Linked DNA regions of Macaca mulatta: all the other regions are linked to region 2. A link is a contact called in public Hi-C data. All regions are on one chromosome and are shown on one strand. Each heading gives the region's core, a stretch centred on a gene start, on an enhancer-like site or on the middle of the called end of the contact. The rest is flanking DNA. Distances are from core to core; before and after follow the strand shown.

Evidence for each region. Hi-C and Micro-C count contacts between places; a contact is called where the count stands out from the background.
Region 1: a contact with region 2 is called in a Hi-C map of CD4 T cells, with 2.5 times the contacts expected there. The contact joins the promoter of VKORC1L1 here to the promoter of LOC706126 in region 2. A contact is called at or near these places in 4 of 14 Hi-C or Micro-C datasets (CD4 T cells, blood, cortical neurons and 1 more).
Region 3: a contact with region 2 is called in a Hi-C map of fetal cortex germinal zone, with 2.3 times the contacts expected there. The contact joins the promoter of GUSBA here to the promoter of LOC706126 in region 2. A contact is called at or near these places in 2 of 14 Hi-C or Micro-C datasets (cortical neurons and fetal cortex germinal zone).

What each region holds. Positions count from the first base shown.
Region 1 is chr3:59,200,131-59,203,804 of T2T-MMU8v2.0, reverse strand. VKORC1L1 (vitamin K epoxide reductase complex subunit 1 like 1) reads left to right here and starts at 2,006. Exons shown (of 3, transcript NM_001266931.2): 1 at 2,006-2,206. The coding sequence starts at 2,013.
Region 2 is chr3:59,343,304-59,347,140 of T2T-MMU8v2.0, reverse strand. LOC706126 reads left to right here and starts at 2,354. Exons shown (of 10, transcript XM_077998166.1): 1 at 2,354-2,367; 2 at 2,804-3,217. The coding sequence starts at 2,354.
Region 3 is chr3:59,092,815-59,096,582 of T2T-MMU8v2.0, reverse strand. GUSBA (glucuronidase, beta, a) reads right to left here and starts at 1,569. Exons shown (of 11, transcript XR_003728022.2): 1 at 1,298-1,569.

The DNA of each region.
Region 1 (3,674 bases), core at 757-3,256, 140 kb after region 2:
TAATCTTTGTATTTTTAGTAGAGATGGGGTTTCACCATGTTGGTCAGCTGGTCTTGAACTCCTGACCTTAGGTGCTCTACCCACTTTGGCCTCCCAAAATTCTGGGATTACAGGTGTGAGCCACCGCACCTGGCTGGACCTAGGGACTATTTTCTAAGTAGCAATAGACTACGTAAAAGTGATGGGATGTCACTTCTGGGATTAGTTTTCAAAAAAGGACTGTGATCTCACTCTCATTTTCTTTTTCTGTCTCTTCCTCTTTCCCCTCCCTCTCCCTGGGGTAAGCCTGCCGCTTCTCAACAAGAGGTGCAAGTGGACAGGAAATGATGTCTCCAGCCAACAGCCAGAGAGGACCTGAGGCCTGCCAGCAGCCGTGGAAGTGAGTTTGAAAGAGGAATCTGAAGCCTTGGGAGAGCTGCAGCCCTGGCTGACAGCTTGATTGTATCCTCGTGAGAGCCTGAGCCAGAGGACACAGCTAACCTCACCCAGATTCCTAGCCCATGGAAACTGTGAGGAAAAAAATAATTTATTGTTTCTTAAGCTGTTAAATTTGGGGTGATTTTTACCCAACAATAGATAACGAATACAAAGATATTGCTTAATACTCAAAATCACTATATAATGCCCCTGAAAAATTGAAAGCTGCAACCAGGGAAACTGAAAATCTCTAAGAACACTGTGTTTCTTCTTAAAGACAGTGAGAAAAGTACACACATCTGTTTTCCTTTTAGTTTTGGCCACTGGGAAGCTCAGAGCCAAATTTATGATGCAATTTTAATAACTGTGTAAGCCGCTATGGCCTGCTTATCTGTGTTCTTATTCCTGGCCTTTCATTTTATTCTGACTTTTCTTTTTCTTCGTCCTGATTGTATTAGCTCATCTTTATATTGTTCTATATTATATGACTTGTGGTAAGCCACCTCAAATTCAGCTTACAGAGAAGCAAGACAATCGTAAATTTTTTTTTTTTTTTTTTTTTTTTTTTGAGACTCTCACTGTATCGCCCAGGCTGGAGTGCAGTGGAACGATTTCGGCTCACTGCAACCTCTGCCTCCTGGGTTCAAGCGATTCTCCTGCCTCAGCCTCGCCAGTAGCTGGGATTACAGGCGCCCACCACTACACACGGCTAATTTTTTTGTTGTTGTGTTTTGTATTTTTAGTAGACACGGGGTTTCACCATGTAGGCCAGGCTGGTCTCGAACTCCTGACCTCAGGTGATCCACCTGCCTCGGCCTCTCAAAGTGCTGGGATTACGGGTGTTAGCCAATGTACCCGGTCCATAAATCATTTTTTAAAAAATAGTTTTTAAATTTAAAACATAGCTTTGCACATTAAAAAAAAAGTTTTGTACAGGTCGAACACAGAGTCCCACAGAGGTGGTGGTGGGAAGATTAGCTCATAGGAGTGTGGCTCTGGAGCTCCAAGCATTGGCCAGGGTTGATTTAGATTGGGTCAGAAATATCAAGTGATAACGACGAAAAAGGAGAAAAGGATGGCAATTGATTGCCATCCTCAGGAGGGGCCCACGGCTCGCCCAGTCACCCACAGTGGCATCCTTGCAATGTGCTCCTTACACTGCTCCTCTAAGCCCCTCCCTCGCGGACCCGCTCAGCCCCGCCCCTCCCCTACCCCGCCCCTCTCCTCCCCTGCCCCGCCCCTCTCTGCCCCGGGCTCCACCCCTCGCGCCCGCCGCCCCGCGCCGCGCCGCCTCAGCCTCCGCCGGCCGATCCGGCCTCCCCGGCGGTTGCGCACTCCACCCCCTCCCTCCACGCCCGCGCGCGCCTTCCCCGCCCCGTCCGCCTCACTCCTTTCGGGGCGGTTGGGCCGCGCTCCTGTGGGGGCGGGGCCCGGAGCAGGCGACCGAGCCAATGGGGCGCGGCGGCGGCGGCGGTGGTGGCGGCGGCGGCGGAGGCGGTGGCGGCAGCGGCGGCGGCTGGGTCGGGCCCCGACGGGCGGCGGCGGCTGAGGTGGAGGCGGAGGGAGGAGGTGGCGGCGGCGGCGGCGGGGGGAAGATGGCGGCGCCCGTCCTGCTGAGAGTGTCAGTGCCGCGGTGGGAGCGGGTGGCCCGGTATGCAGTGTGCGCTGCCGGGATTCTGCTCTCCATCTACGCCTACCACGTGGAGCGGGAGAAGGAGCGGGACCCCGAGCACCGGGCCCTCTGCGACCTGGGGCCCTGGGTGAAGTGCTCCGCCGCCCTTGCCTCCAGGTAACCGGCTTGGGGGAGTGGGCCGGGAGCGGCTGAGCGGGGCGAGGGCGGAGTCTGGGGGTGGGGAGCGCGCGGCGGGAGCTCAGGCCTGGGGGCGGCGGGGACCGGGCCTTGAGGGGACGGACGGGGTCGGGGCCGGGCGAGGGGCGGCTGCAGGGCGCTCCTGCCCGGGGGGCGGCCTCAGCCAAGGCCGCGGGGAGGAGGTGGCGGGGCCGCGAGGCAGCCGGGAGGGATGAGGTGGCAGAGTGCAGCCGGGAGGCCGGGGCGGACGCGGAGCGGTCGGGCGGGCTGGGGCCGGGCTGGGCAGGAGCGCGAGGGGGCTGCGGAGGGTGGGTCCAGGCCGGCTTGACAGGTTTCCTGGTTCTCGGGAGGCGGGCCGGGGATGTGGGACCCTGTCCGCCGCACCCGCAAGACCAGCGGCCACCTCTTGTTCCCCCGATCGCTGCAGCCGAGGCTTTGGGGCCGGCGCGGAGACAGGGGGGTTGCGTTTCCCACTGTCTTCCTGGTGCTAGGACAGGTGTTTCCGTGGTCAGGCCTCTTTGTACTCCAGCGCTAGTGAGAATTTGCAGACTTATTGGGACGGTGACATTTGCTGGCAAACACGAATTTGGCCCTACTCTGGAAGAAGATACCAGCACTTAACATATCTGATTTCTTGGATTCTCCCTCGTATATTTCAGTGTGCCAGGAGGGGAAAATGGTCTGAGTTTGGGTCTAGTTCAAGCTTCATTGGAGTAAAGGGCAAGTATGTTATGTGTATGGTGGTGTTTTAGGCATTGGGACGACTTTTAAACGTTGTTGCCTATTAGTATAATAGGATACCCACAACAGATTAAAAACACACCCTTTGCTAAACTGGAGCGATTGGTTTGTGTTACTAATCATTTTAGTTTTTTTTTTTTTAAATGTTGTAATTGGTTTGTCTGTTACGTTTTATTTTAATGCATTAAATTTTCCTAGGCAAGTTACTTTGAAAAAGGGGGAATTTACATTTCAAAAGTGGCTGCTGTTTTTTTTGTTGTTGTTTTTTTAAATGGGGCGATTAAAAAAATAAGTCGAAGGAATGATTTCAAAATGTATAGGTTACGATTTTAATAGAGAATATGTCTGATATTTAGATGTTTGTTAACAGTAGTCACATTTGAGCGATTTCTTCCTCTCCTTTTGATTGGTAAATTGGTATGTATCAGAAATGTGTAGCTCACTAGTTTATTTCAACTCACATATTGTTAATTATATGAACAAGGTAGCATTGGAGTTTGTCTTGTTATTGATTACAAAATTCAGGGAGCTGATCTTTCCACTTAGCCTTTTTCATGGACCAGATACTCTGTCTCATTTGCTCTTAAACCAAAATCCTGTTGCTTTTTAGAGGAGAAATAATTATCATAGGGCCAAATGAAACATTTTAAAAATGCATTTCAAATGTAGGTATCAGTTTACAGGGGAAGATACGTAGATGTGACAA
Region 2 (3,837 bases), core at 1,105-3,604:
TACTTCCATCGTGTCACCTGGGCGACAAGTCTCACTCTTGTCGCCCAGGCTGGAGTGCAATGGTGTGATCTCGGCTCACTGTAACCTCCGACTCTTGGGTTCAAACGATTCTCCTGCCTCAGCCTCCTGAGTAGCTGGGATTACAGGTGGCCGCCACCATGCCAGGCTAACTTTTGTATTTTTAGTAGAGACAGGTTTCACCACATTGGCCAGGCTGGTCTGGAACTCCTGACCTCAGGTGATCCACCCACCTCAGCCTCCCAAAGTACTGAGATTACAAGTGTGAACCACCATGCCCGGCCTTTTTCTTTTTTTGAGGAGTCTCGCTCTCTCGCCCAGGCTGGAGTGCAGTAACATGATCTTGGCTCACTGCAACCTCTCTCTACAGAATTTAAGCGATTCTCCTGTCTCAGCCTCCCAAGTAGCTGGGACTACAGGTGTGTACCACCACACCTGGCTTTTTGCATTTTTGGTAGAGATGGGGTTTCACCATGTTGGCCAGGCTGGTCTTGAACTCCTGACCTCAAATCATCTGCCTGCCTCAGCCTCACAAAGTGTTGGGATTGCAGGTGCGAGCCACCGTGCCCGGCCCTTTTTTTTTTTTTTTTTCCGGCTCACTGCAAGCTCCACCTCCCGGGTTCATACCATTCTCCTGCCTCAGGCTCCCGAGTAGCTGGGACTACAGGCGCCCACCATTACGCCCAGCTAATTTTTTTATTTTTATTTTTTATTTTTTTTTTGTATTTTTTAGTAGAGACGGGGTTTCACTGCATTAGCCAGGATGGTCTTGATCTCCTGATCTTGTGATCCACCCGCCTCGGTCTCCCAAAGTGCTGGGATTACAGGCGTGAGCCACCGCGCTCGGCCTTTTTTTTTGTTTTTGTTTCTTTGAGACAGAGTCTGGCTCTGTCACCTAGGCTGGAGTGCAGTGGCATCATCTTGGCTCACTACAACCTCTCCTTCCCAAGTTCATGCAATTCTCATGCCTCAGCCTCTGAGTAGCTTGGATCACAGATGCACACCACCATGCCAGGCTAATTTTTGTATTTTTACAGAGACGGTGTTTCACCATGTTGGTCGGGCTAATGTTTGTATTTTTACAGAGACAGGGTTTCACCATGTTGGCCAGGATGGTCTTGACCTCCTGACTTCAAGTGATCTGCCCGCCTCAGCTTCCCAAAGTGCCGGGATTACAAGCGGGGGCCACCACACCTGGTCTCCTCATAACATTTTTAACAGCAGTTATAATAAATCTGCATGCACACCATGTAATACCTATGGAACTAATAACTAGTATTCTATTGTGCAGTGATTCTAGTCACATATATATATATACGTTTTTGTGATTCTCAAATACACAAACCCTCCTAAAAGCATCATATACCGATATTCACTGCAGCCTGAATAGCAGATTGGGAACAACTTAAACATCAGTCAGTAGGTGACCAGTTAATTGTGTCATTCTTTTTGAGACAGGGTCGGCTCTCATCGCCCAGGCTGGAGTGCAGTGGCAATACCATAGCAGACTGCAACCTCCGCCTCCTAGATTCCGGCAATCCTCCCACCTCAGCCTCTCAAGTAGCTGGGACCATGGGCGTGCACCACCACGCCCAGCTAATTTTTGTACTTTTTGTATAGATGGGGTCTCACTGTGTTGCCCAGGCTGGTCTTGAACTCCCAGGCACAAGTGATCCGCCCCCCTTGGCCTCCCAAATTGTCGGGATTAGTTGTGAGCCACCATGCCCCGGCCTCTAGTTGTGTAATTCTTACAAAGAACATTCCGCAGCTGTTAACGAGGACTTCCCGTTCATCTTGATATTGCACACTCTCCAAGACACTTAAAGTATAACACACCCCACAGTGTGTATTAGGAATTGCGATTTGTGTGGGGAAATGATTATATTCATATATAAGTTTATAAATTCAGAAAGCATTCCGAAAATTCATCGAGTATCCAGGGGTAACCGTGCTTGTCTCTAGTGTTGAACTAGAGGCGGGAGGATGATTTAATTTCCACATGCCCTTTTATGCCTTTTGAATTCAGAACAATTTCCCTTATCTATTAAAAATAAAACACCAGCCGGGCACGGTGGCTCACGCCTGTAACCCCAGCACTTTGGGAGGCCGAGGCGGGAGGATCACTTAAGCGCAGGAGTATCGCTTGAGCTCAGGAATTTGAGACCACCCTGGGCAACAGAGTGAGGCCTATGTCTGCAAAAAGAAAAAAAATAATAAAGTAAAATATCACGTGTTACTGAATCCCTGGTATTTGGCGGGCACTGGATACTGGAAACAATTGTGTAGCTCTTTGGAAATTTACCTTAAAAGGGAGTCCTCTCAAAGGCTGGACACCATGACTCTACAAGGGTGAGTTTTCAAATCTACCATGGAAGCCCAGGGCCTCAGCAGCATCCTGAGTCCTACGGACAGACAGGTTCTTACGACTCAACTCCCATCGCACCAGTCCTGCAGCTTTCTAAAGGCATCCAGCACTTTCTACTTTGCATTCTATCTTCATCTTCGCTAGTCCTTACAGCACCGCATGATCCTGGGGGAGGGTGCTTATCAGACTAGCTTGTGTGTCCCCACGGCACCTGCAGCACCGTCAAGCACAAGGTCCAGAAAGCTCCAATGAAAGCCATGAAAGCAGCAAGAGAAGGAGACTGAGGAGCAAAACGCGCGAGTAGGGGCGGGAGGAGGCCCACCATACGCCCTGCCCCGCGCGGAGCACAAGCCCCGCCTGCATCCTGAACTCCTGGGTCCGCAAAGCTGCGCCCCACTGAACCGCAACGCCGGAACCTAGTAGCACTGACTGCTGGGAACAGGTTGCTGCCTTGCGCAATAACGCCGCGGTCACAGCGGCGGCGCGAGGGGTGGGACCGCAGGCACCATGCAGCCGCGAACCAATGAGCGTGCGCCGCACGGGCCGTGGCCCAATGGCGGCGGCGCGCGGGCACGCTAGGGGCGGGCCGGGCGCGCCAACTTTTCCGGAAGAACCGCATAGTGCCTCCCGTGCACTGCGCGCCGGCTCTGAGCTCTCCGCTCGCCGCATGGCTTTCTTTTTCTCCTCTGCAGCAGCTGTGGCGGCGGCGAAGACCGTGAACCCCAAGACAGAGGTGGCCCGAGCGCAGGCAGCGCTGGCGGTCAACGTCAGCGCGGCGCGGGATCTGCAGGACGTGCTGAGGACCAACCTGGGGCCCAAAGACACCATCAACATGTAAGGCGGGGCTGGCAGGAGGGCTGGGCGGGCACCGCGCGCTGGGCCCTGGGCCGCGGACGCGAGCCCGCCGCCTCGGGGCTCCGCAGCCTCCTTTCCCCGCGTCCTCCCGGGCCGGTCCTCTTCCCTGCTAAGCCCCACCACGCGGCCATTTTTTTCTGCGTCGATGCCGTCTCCATGGAGAAAAAAGCGGCTCTAGTACGCGGCGTTTCCCGCTTTCTGGGACTTCCAGGCACCCTGAGGACTCTGCACAATCTCTGCGGGGACGGGGTGGGCACTACACCCGCCCTCCAGCCTGCGGTAGATAACTAGTTCCATATCCTCGGCTTCCTAAGATCTGGGAAAAGCCCGTTTTCTAATGGGACTTTTTAATTTAGTTTTCGTTGATAACTAGCTCCATATCCCCGGCTCCCTGAGATCTGGGAAAAGCCCGATTTTTGTTTTTTTGGTTTTGTTTTTTGACACGGAGTCTCGCTCTGTCAGGCAGGGTGGAGTGCAATGGTATGATCTCGGCTCACTGCAAGCTCCGCCTCCCGGGTTTACCTCATTCTCCTGCCTCAGCCTCGCCAGTAACTGGGACTACAGGTGCCCGCCACCACGCCCAGCTAATTTTTTTTTTT
Region 3 (3,768 bases), core at 320-2,819, 250 kb after region 2:
CCTGAGACAGGAGCGAGCCCAGGGCCACATCCCAGCCAGAGGCAAGAAGGTTCAGACCCATGACTAAGGCAGATGGCCCATTGCATGTCACAGGGAGGAAGGCTGGTTGGGGGGATAGGGGGAGCTTTGCTTAGGACACTGTGAGTGGGGCCCACACTGGCACCCAGCCCCCTCCTCTCTCCCTCCTGTACCGAATGATGCAAAGTCAGAAAAAGAGGATGTAGACCAGGCAAAAGCGGCCCAGACCTCACCCGGTTCCACTTCTCTGCTGACCACATCCGAGTCAGGAGGGGAACACGGGTGGCGTCCTTGGCCTGATGTCACGTCCTGTCCTCTATCTGAACCTTAAAAACCAGAAAGCTGACCTCAGGACGTCTAAACTGTCCCCTCCTCCCAATCCCCGGGCCCAGCTCTGTGCAGTGCATGCTGCTGTGCCAGGGGAGTGTGTGGGTGGTTCATGCCTGTAATCAGCACTTTGGGAGGTCAACGTGGGAAGATGGCTTCAGGCCAGGAGTTCGAGACCATCCTGGGTAACTAGTGAGACCCTTTATCTTTAAAAAAAAAAAAAAAAATGTCTCATTGTGTTGCCCAGGTTGGAGTGCAGTGGCATGATCTCAGCTCACTGCAACCTCTACCTCTTGGGTTCAAGCAATTCTCCTGACTCAGCCTCCCAAGTACCAGGGATTACAGGCGTGAACCACCACACTTGGTTAATTTTTATATTTTTAGTAGAGACGAAGTTTCACCATGTTATGTTGGCCAGCCTGGTCTCAAACTCCTGGCCTCAGGTGATTCGCCCGCCTCCGCCTCCCAAAGTGCTGGGATTACAGGTGTGAGCCACTGAGCCCGGGTAAGATTTTTTGTTTTGTTTTGCTTTTTAGCCAGGCGTGGTGGCCCCAGCTAAACTGCGGGACGGGAGAATCGAGTGAGCTCAGAAGTTAGGATGGCGCCACTCTCCTCCAGCCTGGGAGACAGGTGCAAACCCAGTCTCAAAAAATTTTTTTTTAAAATAAAAAATAAATATTAAAAGGAAGGATACTGCACAGGCTCAGCCTTCGCCTCAGGAAGGGGTTCGGCAGGAGTCTTTTCTCCTCCTCCTGCCTCCTCCACCCCGGCCCTCCAGAGTGCCCCAGTTCCCCCGTCCCCCAACCCCGCGCCCCCTAAGCCCGTTGACCTTTAACCTCCTGCGGGCTCCCAGCTCCGGGAAGCCCAGGGGAAGGAGCCTGCGGGGACCCGGGATCCCCCACTCCCACCGCCGGGCTTCCAGACGCCTCCCGGCCCTGCCCCGAGATCGCACCTCCCGCAGAGGCCGCCGGTACCACTGCTCCTCAAAGCCCCGGCGTCGGTTGTCGGAGAAGTCGGCGCGGAAGCTCCAAAGGCCGTCCAGCTCCTTGCGCTCCCGCGACGGGCTCTCCCGGGGGTACAGCATCCCGCCCTGCAGCGCCAGCGCGCAGCCCCACAACAGCGGCCCAAGCACCGCCCAGGCCACCGCCAAGCCCCGGGCCATGCTTTCCGCTCGCCTACTCCCCCGCTCCCCTCTCCGTCACTGTCTGCTGGGCTAAGAAAAGCGCGGGAGGTGCCCGTAGGGCGGCTCGCGTGACGCGCCGGTGGCGTGACGCGCCTGAAGCCGTCCGCGCCATCTTGGTTCAGGACGAGTGCCAGGCCTGGAGGGGCGGGGCGGGGCCGGGAGCTGCCCAGTGGGGCCTGTGGCTGGAACCCCAGGCTAGGCCTTTGGGGAAACGGGACCCTCACCCTCAGCCCCAGCCAAGAAGGGCGAGGTCTGCTCCCCACCCCGGCCCAGGCTGGACGATCCAGGGTCGCAGGCCAGAACAGAACCCCTGAGATCGGTGGGATCCCCCTGTTTCGTCAAGGAGCACCTCCACTTGCTTTCCCCAGCAGGAATTTGAGCTGGCCCCATGGGAGCTTCTTCCATGCCTGTGTGATGCAGCCTCTTGCAGGGATGCCCGTCCTTGGGATGCGGCCATAGCCTTGACCCTGGGATTCTGGAGCCCTGACCTTAACCCAGGGGCCAAGAGCTCCCTCTTGGTGTTGCAGGCACATAAAGATGCAGGGAGAGAGGCCAGGTGCAGTAATCCCTGCACTTTGGGAACCCGAGGTGGGGGGCGGGGGGGGGGGGGGCGGATCACTTGGGGCCAGGAGTTCGAGACCAGCCTGGCCAACAGACAGTGAAACCCCGTCCCTATTTTGTAAAAATTGAAAAAAAAAAAAAATTAGCGGGGCGTGATGACGCGCACCTGTAATCCCAGCTACTCGGAAAATCGAGGTAGGAGAATCGCTTGAACCCGGGAAGCAAAGGCTGCAGTGAGCCAAGATCACACCACTGCACTCCAGCCTGGGCAACGGAGCAAGACTCTGTCTCCAAAAAAAAAAAAAAAAAAAAAAAAAAAAAAAAAAAATTGCAGGGAAAGGGTGCCCTGCGGGACCCCACTTTACTCCAGTAGGGAAGGCACCGTGTGGGAGAGGTAGAGGAGGAGATCTGGAGACAGCAAAGGAGACATAGGTTTATGAAGGGTACTTTCATATAGGGACGGTTCAGTGGTCATTGCTGGACATGAGAACCACTACGATTTGTAAAAAGCATGCAGCTTACATAACATTTTCAACTAGCATCCTGTTACTGGTGGAGTTCCGGGTGGTGAGTCCCTACACATCAGCAGCAACCTCAATTCTCGCCTCCTCAGAAGAAAGAATTGCACTGAAGGGTATAAGGCAGAAAGCCAGAGGAAGGCCAGTTGCAGAGCAGTAGTAAAAGTTTATTAAAAAGCAGGCCAGCGCTGGGCGCTGTGGCTCAAGCCTGTAATCCCAGCACTTTGGGAGGCAGAGGTGGGAGAATCACGAGGTCAGGGGTTTGAGACCAGCCTGGCCAATATGGTGAAACCCTGTCTCTACTGAAAATTAGCTGGGCATGGTGGCATGCGCCTGTAGTCCCAGCTACTCAGGAGGCTGAGGCAGGAGAATCTACTGAACCCAGGAGGCAGAGGTTGCAGTCAGCCGAGATCACACCACTGCACTCCAGCCTGGCGACAGAGCAACACTCAGTCTAAAAAAAAAAAAAAAGCAGGCCAGGTGCAGTGGCTCAAACCTGTAACCCCAGCACTTTGGGAGGTCAAGGCGGGAGGATTACTTGAGGTCAGGAGTTTGAGACCAACCTGGCCAACATGGAGAAACCCCATCTCTACTAAAAATACAAAAATTAGCCGGGTGGCGGGCACCTGTAGTCCAAACTATTCGGGAGACTGAGGCAGGAGAAATGCTTGAACCTGGGAGGCAGAGGTTGCAGTGAGCTGAGATCATGCCACTGCTCTGCAGCCTGGGCTACAGAGTGAGATGCCATCTCAGAAAAAAAAAATTATTAAAAAACTTTAGAACAGGAAGGAAAGAAAGAAAGTATAACTTGGAAGAGGGCCAAGTGAGTGACCTAAGAAATCAAGTGCCTTGGCCGGACACGGTGGCTCACGCCTGTACTCCCAACACTTTGGGAGGCCGAAGCGGGCAGATCACCTGAGGTTGGGAGTTCGAGACCAGCCTGACCAACATGGAGAAACCCCATCTCTACTAAAAATACCAAATTAGCCAGGTGTGGTGGCGGGCATCTGTAATCCCAACTATTTGGAAAGGCTGAGGCAGGAAAATCGCCTGAACCTGGGAGGTGGAGGTTGAAGTGAGCCAAGATCATGCCATTGTACTCCAGCCTGGGCAACAGGAGTGAAACTCCGTCTCAAAAAAAAAGAAAGGCCGGGCGCGGTG